Linked DNA regions of Mus musculus: all the other regions are linked to region 1. A link is a contact called in public Hi-C and HiChIP or PLAC-seq data. All regions are on one chromosome and are shown on one strand. Each heading gives the region's core, a stretch centred on a gene start, on an enhancer-like site or on the middle of the called end of the contact. The rest is flanking DNA. Distances are from core to core; before and after follow the strand shown.

Region 1 (4,210 bases), core at 935-3,434:
GTGCCTATAAACAGTGCTGTGGAGGCTAAAGGAAGATGGAATTCAAGACCAGCTGAGGCTCAAAAAGCAGGAAAACAAAATGGGAGCAAGGAGATCACAGACCTGTGAGGAGAGATGAGACTGGGGACTGGTAGCCATGGAGAGAAAAGTGGCAGATCTCCTCACATAAAACTAACACTATACCATACGGGCCTATCTGTCTCAGCCGTGTGCCTGGGTCTCAATACCTCCAGTGACCAGCAGGCCCTGGCACAGAGGAGTCAGAAAATGTCTACCGGCCATACCAGCTGCAAAAAAAATAAATAAGCAAAAATTCATGAAGAGATGGTACAGGACAAGGAAAAAGAAAAAGAAATAATGAATGAAATAGAGGGGAAAAAGGAAGGAGGGGGCTGGAAAGATGGCTTGGTGGTTAAGAGCTCTCTGGCTGCTCTTCTAGAGGGCCTGAGTTCAAGCCCCTGCACCCACATGGTAACTGACTACTGCCCATAACGCCAGACGGAACTGTGGAACCCTTTCTAAACCCACTTCTTCAAAATAAGGAGAATCAACTTGAACCTGAGCCCAAGGATCATAGGAAATGCCAAACGAGTAAGGTCTAGCATACAGCATACCCTACTTGATGGGCAAATCATGCCTCCACCCTTACACAGGCAAGAACCCAGCCTTATCTTCATCCATACAATCTGTGGTCCCCCCCTCCCAATCTTCATCCATACAATCTGTGGTCCCCCCCCCTCCCAATCCCTCCCTACACAGTATGTCGAGCCTCCATTCTAGCTCTTCCGCCAAGACAACACTGACTTAAACCTCTCTGGGCTTCAGTCTTAGCATCTACCCAGTGGAGACAATAAACTGCCCTGCTGGCTGATTAACTATCTTAATAAGAATTTGCAAAGCCACTTCCCTAGGTTCCTGTGTAATGGGATAGCATTCATCTCCCTTTGAGGACCCTTTCCAATTTAATAGAGTATTGAAATTATTTTAAAAGCTAACCAGCCTGAATTGCTTTGTTTTTCTGTTTGTTTGGTTTGTAGTTTTGTTTTGATAGGGTCTCCCCATCTTGTCCAGGTTGGTCTGGAATTCACTGTATGCCCAGGCTGACCTCTGAAATGAGCTGATCGATTCCTTGGCCTCAGTAGTGATAGCAGGGCTGGGATTACAAGCTTGTGTCACTAGGCACAGTTTGAATTGGATTGTGTTGAAATTCCATTAGGGTTGTTTCAAGTGTATTGCCTTGTATACAGACAGCAGTGGAAGAGATGAGCTTAGAGGTCATGATGTCCTGAGTCCAAATTCTAACCAGCTGCTTTCCAGTTACAAGATTCTGGGAAAATGCCCTTTATACCTCTGGATATTCATTGTAAACATAAAACCGTTCCTTCCATGGAGAGCTACAATAATAAGACGGGTTAGTCTAGAATAATGCTATAAGGCAGTGCCCATCCCACTGTAAACGCTCAAGTTAAGGTGTGTTTACTCAGACAGCTTTCTATAATCGGGACAAAACGAACAGTAATTTCTAACCACTCCAAATTTTCTAGACATCCACTAGATATCCCAGAGATTGAGCAGATGGGACCCTAAGTTCCCGTTGCACCGAGACTAGCCGTTTCCAGGCCTCTCCTCATTAGCACCTAGAACACTGATGCTCTCTCCGGCCCTGCTCAAGGCCCAGAAGACGGTGGGCCCTTGCTAGGGGCCACCCAAGCCGCCAAACGCCAGGGCCAGGGTCTGGGCCTCTAGGGCCGCTTCCCAATGGCCAGTCTCTCCGACAGGAGCACGCTGCCCGACCAAAGATCACAGCCCGCGCTGCCGCTCTGGGCGCCTACCGCGGGGCACGCCGGGACTTGTAGTCCGCGGCCGTTTCCCACTCCTGGCTCTCGGCGGCGTGTGGACTCCAATCCCCGGGCACCTGCGCGGCCAGGCCAGCGATTCTAGGGGTCCCGGGGCGCCCCGAAGCCGCCACCTAAACAAGACGCAGGTCGGTACTGACAACAAACCCAGGACGGGAGCCGAGTCGCCACGGAGGACTGAACCCTTGGGACTCACCGACTTTGTAGGGCAGTTTATCAGACATGCTGGCGGCGCTTCCGCTAGGACTGATGAACTCAGTGAAGGGGGCCGGGCGGCGCGGGGCAGGGATCTACGCCTGGCGCCGGCGTCTTTAAATATCTTCTTATTTGAATATTCATGAACCTGCTGGGGGCTGAAACTTAGGGGCGGAGCCTAGCTCGAGGCGTTGAGCGGAGCGGGAGCAAGGCTGATCTCTGCCTCAAAAATCATAAATTTTGTGCACTGTGGCCTTTGGACCCCTGGCACTCGACTAGGAGGGAGCGTGGAGAGAGGCGGTTCTTCTCCCATCCGTCCAGCCAGTGAATCAGAGGTCAAAACAAGGCAGAATTCTTAGACTCTAGCCAATTTACTAACCTGAGCCTTAACTGCTTCAATTGTAAAACTCTTGCAAGATCAAAGTAAAGAGCTGGGCCTAGTGGTATGTGCCTGTGAATCCCCACTCTGGAGACAGTGTCTGAAATCTCCCGCTCTGGAGCCAGAGCCAGGAGATTTGTCACAAATTCGAGGCCAGTCTGCTCTATCGCTAATTAGTTCCAGGCCAACCGAGGCTACAGAGTGAGGCCCTATCTCAAAAACAAAGAAAGAAAAATCACCGGTTGCAATTGTGTCACTCTCTCCTCCCTCTGTTTGCCTTTCCTTGCTCGCCCCCACCCCCTCCTCAACACCTTCTCATTCGGTAGTCTTTCTTGGTGATTCACAGGCTGCTCACATGGAAATGACTGCGGAGCTATCCGCAGGAGCATAGATAACTCACCAATGACTATACACCTGAAGAGTATGACTTCTCTCTCAGCGGCTCTCAGCGGCTAGCTTTCAGGAAGGAAACCAGGCCCCATGTTGTGTGCATATACCATCTCTGGGGAGTTCAGTTGGCCCCTTTGTAAAAAGTTGGCCTCCGTTGGACTTATCTGTCTCCTCATGGAGTAACAAGGAGGGTCACAAGACCTTCTCCTGGGTGTCCAGCTGCACCCTACCTCCTGTTATATGCAATTCTGCCTAAACTGAACATGACCTCAGGGAAGGACTAGAGTATGTAGTCAGGGAAGTAGGTTCCAGCTACCCGTCTACTGGCGAGGCCCTCATCCCTGCTGGTTGAGGTGTGGTCTCCAGCTGTGGTCTTTGGGGAAAAGCATCATTCATACCCCTATCTGGTAAGTACCCCCTGACCTGTGTATGCGTTGTCAGGAAGCTCACTGACCTCACCGGTTCCCCCAGAAGGATCTTCCGCAGAATCATACCTCAGTTTATTTGGGAGGAGGTGTAGATTTTGCTTCTGTCTCCTAGGAGGGAATTTTAGCAATGTCCCGGGACACCTCCCCCATCCATGACTGAATGTTGCTGGGGATCCAGTGTTGTGCAGGTCCTGGGCAAATAGCTGCAGTTGTGAGTTCTGATTGCAACGGCCATGCCGTGTGGGTCCACAACCCTCCTCCCCTCCATCCAGTTCTTACGTTCTTTCTGCTCCTCCTCCTATGGTGTTCCCCTGAGCTTTGAAAGGGCGTGATATGATCTGAGACAGTCACACTCAGCACCTCGACCAGCCATGGTCATTTGCATTACCTGTCATTTGCTACAAAAGGAGATTTTTCTGACCAAAACTGAGGACTGTGCCACTCTGTGACTATAAACAAATATTTAGGAGACAACATTTAACTCAACAGTAGTAGGCTCCTCCTGAAGACCTACCGTTTCCCCAGCTATGCATCTTTGACTAGACTCACAGTAACAAGTATAAACTCCCTCCTCTCTCTATCTTTTGTCTGTCTATCTGTCTGTTTGTTTCAGCCTATAGACCAGGATGTAACTCTCAGCTACTGCCCCAGCACTGTGAGTGCATCATACTCTGGAAATATCCCCACCATGCCCCACCACGATGATAATAGACTAATCCTATGAAACTGTAAGCAAGCCCACAATCAAATTCTTTCTTTTAAGAAACAGAGGAGTAAATTCAGTGGGAGGTGGAAAGAGACTGGGAGGGAAGGAGGGAGGGAAATTGTGGTTGGAAGGAAGGAAGGAAGGAAGGAAGGAAGGAAGGAAATGATGTATTTATTTTTAAAAAATCTTAATTTTACAAGAGTTGCTTTGGTTATAGTACCTCTTCATAGCAACAGAACAGTAACTAAGAAGTGTC
Region 2 (4,210 bases), core at 662-3,161, 61 kb before region 1:
TAACCAAGAGATTAGTGCAAAGCTGTAATTCTAGCACAAAAGAGATGAAGGCAAGAGGACTGGAAAATTCCAGAGCACTTGAAGCCAGTCTGGGATACATGTGATGCTATGGGGGAGGTAGATTAAAAATAAAATAAACACTATTATAAATTATTAAAGACGATCTTGCTGCTTTTCCTCAAGAATACCAAGTGACGAGGTAAACAAAATACAAAACAAGAAAACACACATTTCATAGTCTGGTGTGAGAGATCACATCTGTAATCTCAGCACGGGCCAGAGCTTTACAAGTGAGTTCTCCAACAGCTCGGGTCACAGAACGAAATCCTGTTTCACAAAATGAAAAGTCAAACAAACAGAAGACTCTTGCTCCTGGCGTCCTGCCTCAGACTGCTAGACATCCTATGATAGGTAATAAAGAGTTTAAATATGCAGACAATCTCAAGCCAACAAATGTGGAAACCGTGAGAAGTAGATAGAAGGAAGAAAAACCTTAAAATAAATTGAGTAATAGGCTATATTGTAAATAATGTACTCTGATCAATCTAGATTGATAAGTTCTACTAAATTTTCAGCAAAGAGAAAATCAGCAAATTTCAGCAAAGTGTGTGTGTGTGTGTGTACACAATATAGCTATATGCAATGTTTCCAGAAAAATGTAAAGAAAAGACAGGGAGCCATGGCTGAGTTCAAGGAGATCATTCTCGGGGACACGGGGAGTTTGGGGACAGCCTAGGACAGTCTTGGAAAGGGGGTATGGATGTTGAGCAGACAATTTTCCAAGCAAGAAGACCCCAGTTCAGATTCCCAACACCTGTGAGGCTGGCTGTGCCGGTGCACATCTGTTACCATGGCACCATGGGAATCAGAAACAAGAGGATGCCTGGGATTTACTGGCCTGGCCAGTCAGACTAGCTAAACTGGCAAGATCCCTGTTCAGTGTCTCAAAGATCTGAGAGAGAGAGAGAGAGAGAGAGAGAGAGAGAGAGAGAGAGAGAGAGAGAGAGAGAGAGAGAGAGAGAGTCACAGATACAAACACACATACACACACACACACACACACACACACACACACACACACACATATATACATGTTTGTAGTCCACATCTATCCTGTGCTAATGCCTGTAATCCCAGCACATTGGAGATAAAAGCAGGATCAGGAGAATCTGGAGTAAAAGCCACCTTTGGTCTAGCCTGAGCTACATAAGACACTGTCTCAACAAACAAACAAACAAACAAACAAACAAACAAACAAACAAACAAAAGGATTCACATCATCCAGAGGGTCATAAATTGTGACCTTATAAATTTTAGCTTGTTCAAGGAAAAACCCAGAGAAGAGCGGAGAGCCGCAGCCTAATCCTTCAGAGTCAGCTCAAGAACCGCTCCTTCCGGTGGTGAAAATTTGAGAAATTTGAAAATTATGAGACCAATATTGGTAATTCCCTAAGAGAGTCTACCAATCGTGCAGGCCAGGCCTCAGCCATCTGCCTACCCAGTTGGCTTAGTTTCTCTACCAACTGTTCCTTAGCCCACCCAGACTCTCCCAGGGAAGTTCAATTAAGCCGTGCCTTGATGGGATTTGTTTTTCCAGGTCAAGTTACTAGGCCTAGGTTTCTCTGTGTCCCCTGGGGTTAATTCTGAATTAAATCCTCATTAACTCTTTCTATAGAGTAACCTCAGTGCATCCCCTTCTCTTCCATCCTCCCCTAACCTCCATGTCAACACCAATTTCAGTTCCTAAGACTCGGGAGAAATATAGGGAGCGCAGACCACAAAACTTGTGGCCTCTGGGACGAGTCTGAACCTACTGGGCTGAAAGCAAAGGGGTAAGATGGGGAAGGCAGCTACCAGGGACTTCTGGGGGTCTTTAAAAATGTCTCACAGCAATGCTCCTTGCCTCTGCCATTCAAGGACAGGAAAGACATTCTGGCCTGGCTTCCCTTAGGGGAGCTGATGCGGAGTAGAGTCACTTGTGCTGTAAGTAGGAGGAACCTGTTGTCTCGGTTTTGTTGGCTTTGGGGTTCTATCTCCTCCTTCTGTATGGTTCCCTTTCAGGTAGCCTGGGCTGCGGGAGACCTGGCTATAACACAAACCCTGGTCCTAACTTGAACTGTACTGTGGAATATGCTCTTCTCTCCTGCTTGCTGCTTTTCACTCCTTTTCAACGTGAATCTATCAGCATCTTGCTCTTGAGACAGAGTGAAATTTGGAATAATGTTTATAGAATGACCAGTTGTTCTCTTGTTCTTACATTTTAAGTAGCAAACAACAGCTTGCGGCAAGCTTCCTTGGTTAGATGGCCTTTACTCTTTTGTGGGATGCGTAGGAATTCAGTTGGCAACTTTGCTTCCAGATGTGGAAAGAAGTTCTTCCTCGTTTCTTGGAAAGTTAAACGGGTCTATTTGATTCACAGATGGAGGTCAGAGCTGTTAAGAGATTAACACTGAGGATGTAAGCAACATTTTGCTGACTAGCCAAGTATCTCCCCTGCAACCCCCAGTTCTCTTTACCCTGCTTTGCCATTCCCTAGCAGTAAAACCATAAAAAGCATAGTATTCTCAGAAGAACTCCTTGGTGTCAACTTTGACCCAGAGTCACACTGGAATGCTGCTTTATATTTTCTTCAGAGTTGCTTGTAGGATCTGTGTTCAACCCATTCATACAGATCAAAATTTAGCACTTAGGAATCCATCTGTCTGATTAAATTAGTTCACTTTGTACTCATTACAGTAAAAGCCAATCACCCAAATGTCATTTATTGCAACCTGCCTTTGCCTTTATATGTGTTGAATATTTTTAGACTTGATACCCAGTTCGACTAAATGTCCATTAGATGGAAGCTTGAGTGATGCCTGCAACTGTGGCTGAGTCTGCTGTGTCTCAGTGACGTTGGATATTTGTTCCACTGTTTGCTTTGGAGAGGCGTGGGTGGCTGAATGGAGGACACATTAATGTCACGCTTGGTTTTCTTTGTTTGAGGGAGATCTTATGGACCAAGAGCATCTCAGCCCCAGCATCCAGTGCTCTGGTGGCGCTCATGCTGTCCCCAGAGGTCTCGTGTGTATTCTGAAGGTTTGCTCAGCCGACTCTCTTCGGTTCTGACTTGATTCTTTCCAGCAGGAAATTGCATCTGCCATCCAAGCCTCCTCCCTCCTTCTGCTTTAAAGTTGTGGAAGCTGCTGAGAAGATCACTGACTTCGGCCACACTTAGGGAGTTCACAACACCCTCCAAGTGAAAGGAATTGAGAGAGGCTGTTCCACAGCTCTGTCGATAGGGTACTTGCCTTGAAAGATTTTCGAATTCCCGGCCAATGCACCAAATAAAAGACCCCCGAAGTGAGACCCTTACTCAGACACTCAAGTCCCGGGACAGCCGCGTACCCAAGAAGACACTGAGACCATACATAAAATGTAGAAGGTAAGATTTAATAAGGCAGCAACATGAAAGCACACAGACCAGAGCTCTGGGGTCGAAATAAAGCAGCAACATGGAAGCACACAGAGCTCTGGGGTCGAAACTCATACACCTTAGCACAGGGTAGAGGAGTCTCGACAGTCAGCCAAAATTTTTCACAGGCTTATATAGTAAAACTCAAAGGGGGAGAACTGGGCAGGAAAAGTACAAGTTTACATCACTAGGGAGTTCTGCCAAAGGAATCTACGTAACTAAGGAGTCATGTCCTATCAAGGAACCTACGTAACTAAGGAGTACCTGGTTCATTTTGAGGTTGTTCCAGGAGGCCTTTATCTCAAAAATGTTCTTGGAACAGTTTTTAGTTGGGAGGGTTCGAACTTTAGGGTGAGGAGTTTTGGGGTGAAAAGTTTAGGAGTGTTCTGGGAACAATCTCTAGATGGGAGGGGGTGGGCTCCGAGGTAAAAAATTCATGTTCTTACAAGAGGCCAGTAATTTTTCATTCTTCATTCCCCACTTCTTCTTGTAAGTAATTCTAATCTTAGAATTTCAGAAGTCTATATCTCTATGTGGAGAATACTGCATTTACTCTATCTTTAACATGGGAACAAAAACAGAATAAGGCAGATTAGTAAACAGAACTAGGCAGGGACCCTTCTAGTGAGGCTTGAGGGTCTCAGCATGACGCAGGTGTACGCAGATCAGATCTTTAGCTGGAACTGGTAAGATGTCCTTGGGGTACCCAGCTCGTTCACTGTAGCCAGTTGTGACCAGACTTCTTTCTGCACCACC
Region 3 (4,210 bases), core at 585-3,084, 41 kb before region 1:
GTGTCAGCCATCACCCGACAAGGCATCTCCCCTTAAGGTTTCTGAGGGAAAGTGAGATCTTGCATTTGGGGGAAACAGGCTGCGTTACCATGTGACTGTACCCCATAATAGAAGATGAAAAGAGGGTCATATGTGACTTGGGCAACATGGTAGGCGTCATTCTTTTTCTGGGTAAGGGGTGTGGGGTTTGATTAATGTGTGATCCAGGCTATGTCAGCTGCCTTTGACTTGAAGGCAGCAAAGGCATTCAGTGTGCTTCCACCCTACTGAAAGCCCTCTCTGATTAGAGCCTGCTACTTAGCCTGTGTTCTTCAATAATCACAGCCCCCACAGGCACGCATTCCTCTTGGAATCCGTTAGGCACAAGGATTAGATTAGTCAATTTAGTCCAGACAGAGAGATATTGCTCAAGACCATAAATCATTTTAGTATCGTTAAAAATATATCCTGGTAAGAAATAGTTTATTCAACATTATTTCAGACTTCCTGGTGGCTAAGGCCTATAATTCTAGATATTCGGGAAGCTAAGACAAGAGGTTCATGAATTCAAGGTCAGCCTGGGCTACAGAATGAGTTCAAGTCCTGTCAAGGCAACTGATAAAAAAAAAAAAACTGTCTGGAAATAGTTAAAAGAGATCTGAGGATGTAATGTGGAAGTAGAGTACTTGTCTATCATGTGCAAGGTCCTAAGTTCGACCCCCAGTACTAAAGAAAAGAGTGCTGATATAGAAGAAAGAACTGTGCTCAACTCTGAATACAGCAATGGCAACTGAATAAAACAGAGTAAGAAAGATAATGAGGAAGATGATGGGTGAAAACCACCCACCCAGAGCCTCGGTTCGCAACCTGAGTCTAAACCTCTCTGGGGATCGAATGACCCCTTCAGAGGAGTCGCCTAAGACCATCGGAAAACACAGATATTTACATTATGATTCATAACTAGAAAAATTTCAGTTGTAAAGTAACAATGAAATAATTTTATAGGTGGGGGTCACCACAACATGAAGTACTGTATTAAAGGGTTGCAGCCTTAGGAAGGTTGAAAACAACTTCCTTAGAGGAAATACCAACAGTAAGGAGATTCGTGTTAACATAATGGAATATTTGCTAACGGCGGGCAAGGGGGGTTAGGAGCTTAGGCAGTATCAGACAGTGGGAGGTTGCTAAACTGACTTGACAGGACTCTTACTAAACCTGGGTCAAGATCAAAGCCCTGATAAGTAAACAGGCCCAGAGGGACCTAGCTGAAATTTTGATCAGGAAAAAAGTCTTGGGAAGAAAGAAGTCCTTCTCCTTCCGACTCTGCTGCTTGGCTCAACTATGAGAGAGAGAGAGAGAGAGAGAGAGAGAGAGAGAGAGAGAGAGAGAGAGAGAGAGAGAGAGAGAGAGAGAGAGAGAGAGAGAAAGAGAGAGAGAAAAAGAGAGAGAGAGAGAGAGAGAGAGAGACCTGCTTCCCTCTGCCAGCCCCTTCTGACTGCAGACTTCAGATTTGGCCTCTCAACCAGCAGACACATTTCTGACTCAGTCTAATTCCTGATGAGGGGGTCAGAGAAGCGTGCTTCTCAGAAGGGGAGCCCCATCCCTGAGAGCCCATCCCTGAGAGCCCATCGGCAGCGAGAGGAACTCTTCTTTCGCTGGCACCTCTTCAGTCATCTGACAGACAGCATCCCCTGTGTGGATAGAGCTGAAGAGCAGCTGTTCTGGTTTTGTTTTGTTTTAATTTCTTTCATAACAAGCTGGACTTGGCCAGGACAGCAAACTACAGCCTGGAGAGGTTTTAGGTTGTTCTGGTTCTCATCTTTGAGACAGAGTCACACACAGCCGAGGATGTCTTTGAACTATATACAGCCTTCGTGTGCGCAGAATGCTGGGATTGCAGGTTCTTTGACAGCTTGTTTTGTTTCGTTGTGGGAGATTGTTTTTGTCTTTTTGTCTTGTTTGAGGCAGTCTCACTGTGTAGCTCATAACGCCTTCAAAGTCGTGAGCCTCTTGCCTACCACCACCCCCCCCCCCCACACACACACACACATGCTGGGATTGCGTGCAGAGGAGGAACGTCGTCGTCGTCTCTTGGGCTGGTGATCTTCCTTCTCTTACACTTCAGGAAAAGGGCGGAGCTAATCTCGTAGCTCTGGAGTCAGATTTACTATTGACTTCGTCCTCTGCTGTGATGCTTCGGTAACCTTGTGCACTGAGTTCCCATTTTCACCATGGAATAGGTAGCTTTTACATTTTTGTCTATTTTTCAAAGTTCATGAGAGGGTGTGGCATATGAGTGTGGAGATCCAAGGCTGTCTCTGGGAGTTGGTTCTCTCCTTCTGCCTTGAGGAGGCAGGGCCTCTCTTGTTCCTCCTGCTGCGCTGTTCTCCACGCTTCTTAGCCCCGAGCCTTGGCTAATTCCTCTGTCTCTGACTCCCATCCCTCTATAGGAGTGCCCGGGTTACAGATGGGGTAACACAGCATCCAGCTTTGTAGATGGGTTTCAGAAATCAAACACAGGTCTTTAGGCTCACACAGAGAGTGCTTTTACCCACTGAGCCATTTCCATCTCCCGTGGTCCCAGTCTGTAGCTGTGTTTGTGTGTGTGTGTGTGTGTGTGTGTGTGTGTGTGTGTGTGTGTATACTACACATGCACAGGCATCCTCAGAGGTCATAGGAGGGTGTTGGGTCCCCTGGAACTGAAGTTATATAATTGTGATCTGAAATGTGGGTGCTGGGAACTGAACCTGGTCCTCTGCAACAGCACCACTCTTAACTACTGAGTCATCACTCCCGACCCAAGCGCTAGCTATACCTTTTGAAGAGGGTTAAATGCATATAATTACCTACAACAGAGCCTGCCATGAAGAAGGCTCTCAGCAAATGGTAGCTACTATGATTCACAATCCTGTTTTGTTGTTGTTGTTGTTGTTGTTGTTTTGTTTTGAGTAAATAGTTTGAGTTTTCGTACAACGGGAGCACACTACAACGAGCTGGACATCTGTGTTTCTACCTTCCCTCCTACTCTGCACCTCCATTTCCTTATCTGTCGAATCAGGGTGGAGAAACCCAACCCGTGTCTCTTACAAATCACAATCACCCTGGAGCTTATTTAAAACAGGTCTCTTGAAGCTGGGGATGTCAGTCAATGGTAGAACGTGTGGAGAATGCAGGAAGCCCTGGATTTGATCCCCCAATATTGCATCAACTGGGTATGGTGGTACAGTCTTATAGTCCCAGCACTTGGGAAATAGAGGCAGGAGGATCAGGACTTCCTGATTATCCAGTTTCAGGTCACCATGATTTACAAAACAAGCTGAGTTGCTGGCAGTAGTTCCTGCCTAAAATCTCAGCTCTTGGGAGGCTGGGGTAAGAAGATGGCTGTGAGTTTAAGGGCAGCCTGAACTATCAAATGAGTTCCAGGTCAACCTAGGATAGAGGGAGGCTCTGCCTCAAAACAAAACAATGCAAAACAAAAGAGGGAGATGTCTCCTTGGTTGTTTAAGGTTCGGTGATATAGGGCTTGTCTAGACTGCATGAAGCCCGATGTTCAATCTTTAGTGAGCCGGGGCAGAGGAGGAATGGAATGGAATGGAATAGAGAAAGAAGGACACTTTATATTTAATAGTCAAAGAAGGAGACGGTAGGGGTATCAGAGTTGGCCAGCGATCCAGCCACGTAAAGGGGTAGAGGAGTCAGACTCAGTGCCAGGGAGAGAACACTAAGGGTCGAGGGCAAAGATTTGAGCGACTGGTATACCCCACCAACAGAAAGTACCATGTGTCTGTAACACGATGGTTTAGAATGGGACTCTATTAAATGAACTCAAGGAAAGTAGTAAGGCATTATAGGAAATGAGGATTTTATTTCAGGGACAATAGCAAACCAGCTAGGTGGTACCTGCAATCTAGCACTTGCAAGGGGATCAAGAGTTCAACCCTAGTTACCTTCCGTTTTTCTTTCACCTGGATGCCCATGGTTGATCTGAGAGCACTTCCCTCACCAACCTATCTCCCTAGCATGACATGAGAATTTTTTCTTTTCTTTTTAAGAAGATTTTTCTAATTTACTTTTATTTTATGTATATGAGTGTTTCACCTGCATATATGTCTGTGTGCCTGGTGACTGAGGAGGTCAGAAGAGGGTGTCTGATTCCCTCGAACTAGAGTTAAGAATTGCTGGGAGCTGTCACATAGATGCTGGGAACTGAAGCTGCGTCCTTGGCAAGAGC

What was found. Hi-C and Micro-C count contacts between places; a contact is called where the count stands out from the background. HiChIP or PLAC-seq counts read pairs in DNA pulled down with a chosen protein or histone mark.
Region 2: a contact with region 1 is called in an H3K27ac HiChIP or PLAC-seq map of embryonic stem cells, with 7 read pairs. The contact joins the promoter of a here to the promoter of Ahcy in region 1. A contact is called at or near these places in 2 of 39 promoter capture datasets (the HPC-7 cell line and HPC-7-derived erythroid cells), 1 of 15 datasets of contacts at CTCF or cohesin (CD8 T cells), 4 of 484 Hi-C or Micro-C datasets (CD4 T cells, CD8 T cells, embryonic stem cells and 1 more), 7 of 115 datasets of contacts at active chromatin or transcription factors (CD8 T cells, the HPC-7 cell line, effector CD8 T cells and 2 more) and 2 of 9 other capture datasets (adipose tissue and liver).
Region 3: a contact with region 1 is called in a Hi-C map of muscle stem cells, with 2.0 times the contacts expected there. The contact joins the enhancer-like site here to the promoter of Ahcy in region 1. A contact is called at or near these places in 1 of 39 promoter capture datasets (pre-B cells), 1 of 15 datasets of contacts at CTCF or cohesin (CD8 T cells), 8 of 484 Hi-C or Micro-C datasets (CD8 T cells, Sertoli cells, Th1 cells and 5 more), 6 of 115 datasets of contacts at active chromatin or transcription factors (the 230-238 cell line, CD8 T cells, embryonic stem cells and 1 more) and 3 of 9 other capture datasets (adipose tissue, liver and pancreatic islet).

The regions. Positions count from the first base shown.
Region 1 is chr2:155,072,313-155,076,522 of GRCm38.p6, forward strand. Ahcy (S-adenosylhomocysteine hydrolase) reads right to left here and starts at 2,185. Exons shown (of 10, transcript NM_016661.3): 1 at 2,053-2,185. The coding sequence starts at 2,080. Gm39966 (a long non-coding RNA gene) reads right to left here and starts at 1,862. Exons shown (of 2, transcript XR_866885.2): 1 at 1,638-1,862; 2 at 1-1,394. Gm45609 (a long non-coding RNA gene) reads left to right here and starts at 2,200. Exons shown (of 3, transcript XR_001783519.2): 1 at 2,200-4,210.
Region 2 is chr2:155,011,659-155,015,868 of GRCm38.p6, forward strand. It overlaps a (nonagouti), which reads left to right and starts at 1,912. Exons shown (of 4, transcript NM_015770.3): 1 at 1,912-1,983.
Region 3 is chr2:155,031,452-155,035,661 of GRCm38.p6, forward strand. All of the region lies in intron 1 of a (nonagouti), which reads left to right. Among named protein-coding and RNA genes, the nearest start is that of Gm39965, 12 kb to the right of the region's middle. Within about 2 kb of position 1,835, at least 21 of the 459 cell types and tissues checked have an H3K27ac peak or open chromatin away from gene starts, as enhancers often do. A contact at or near this core is called in CD8 T cells, Th1 cells and muscle stem cells, where this site is marked.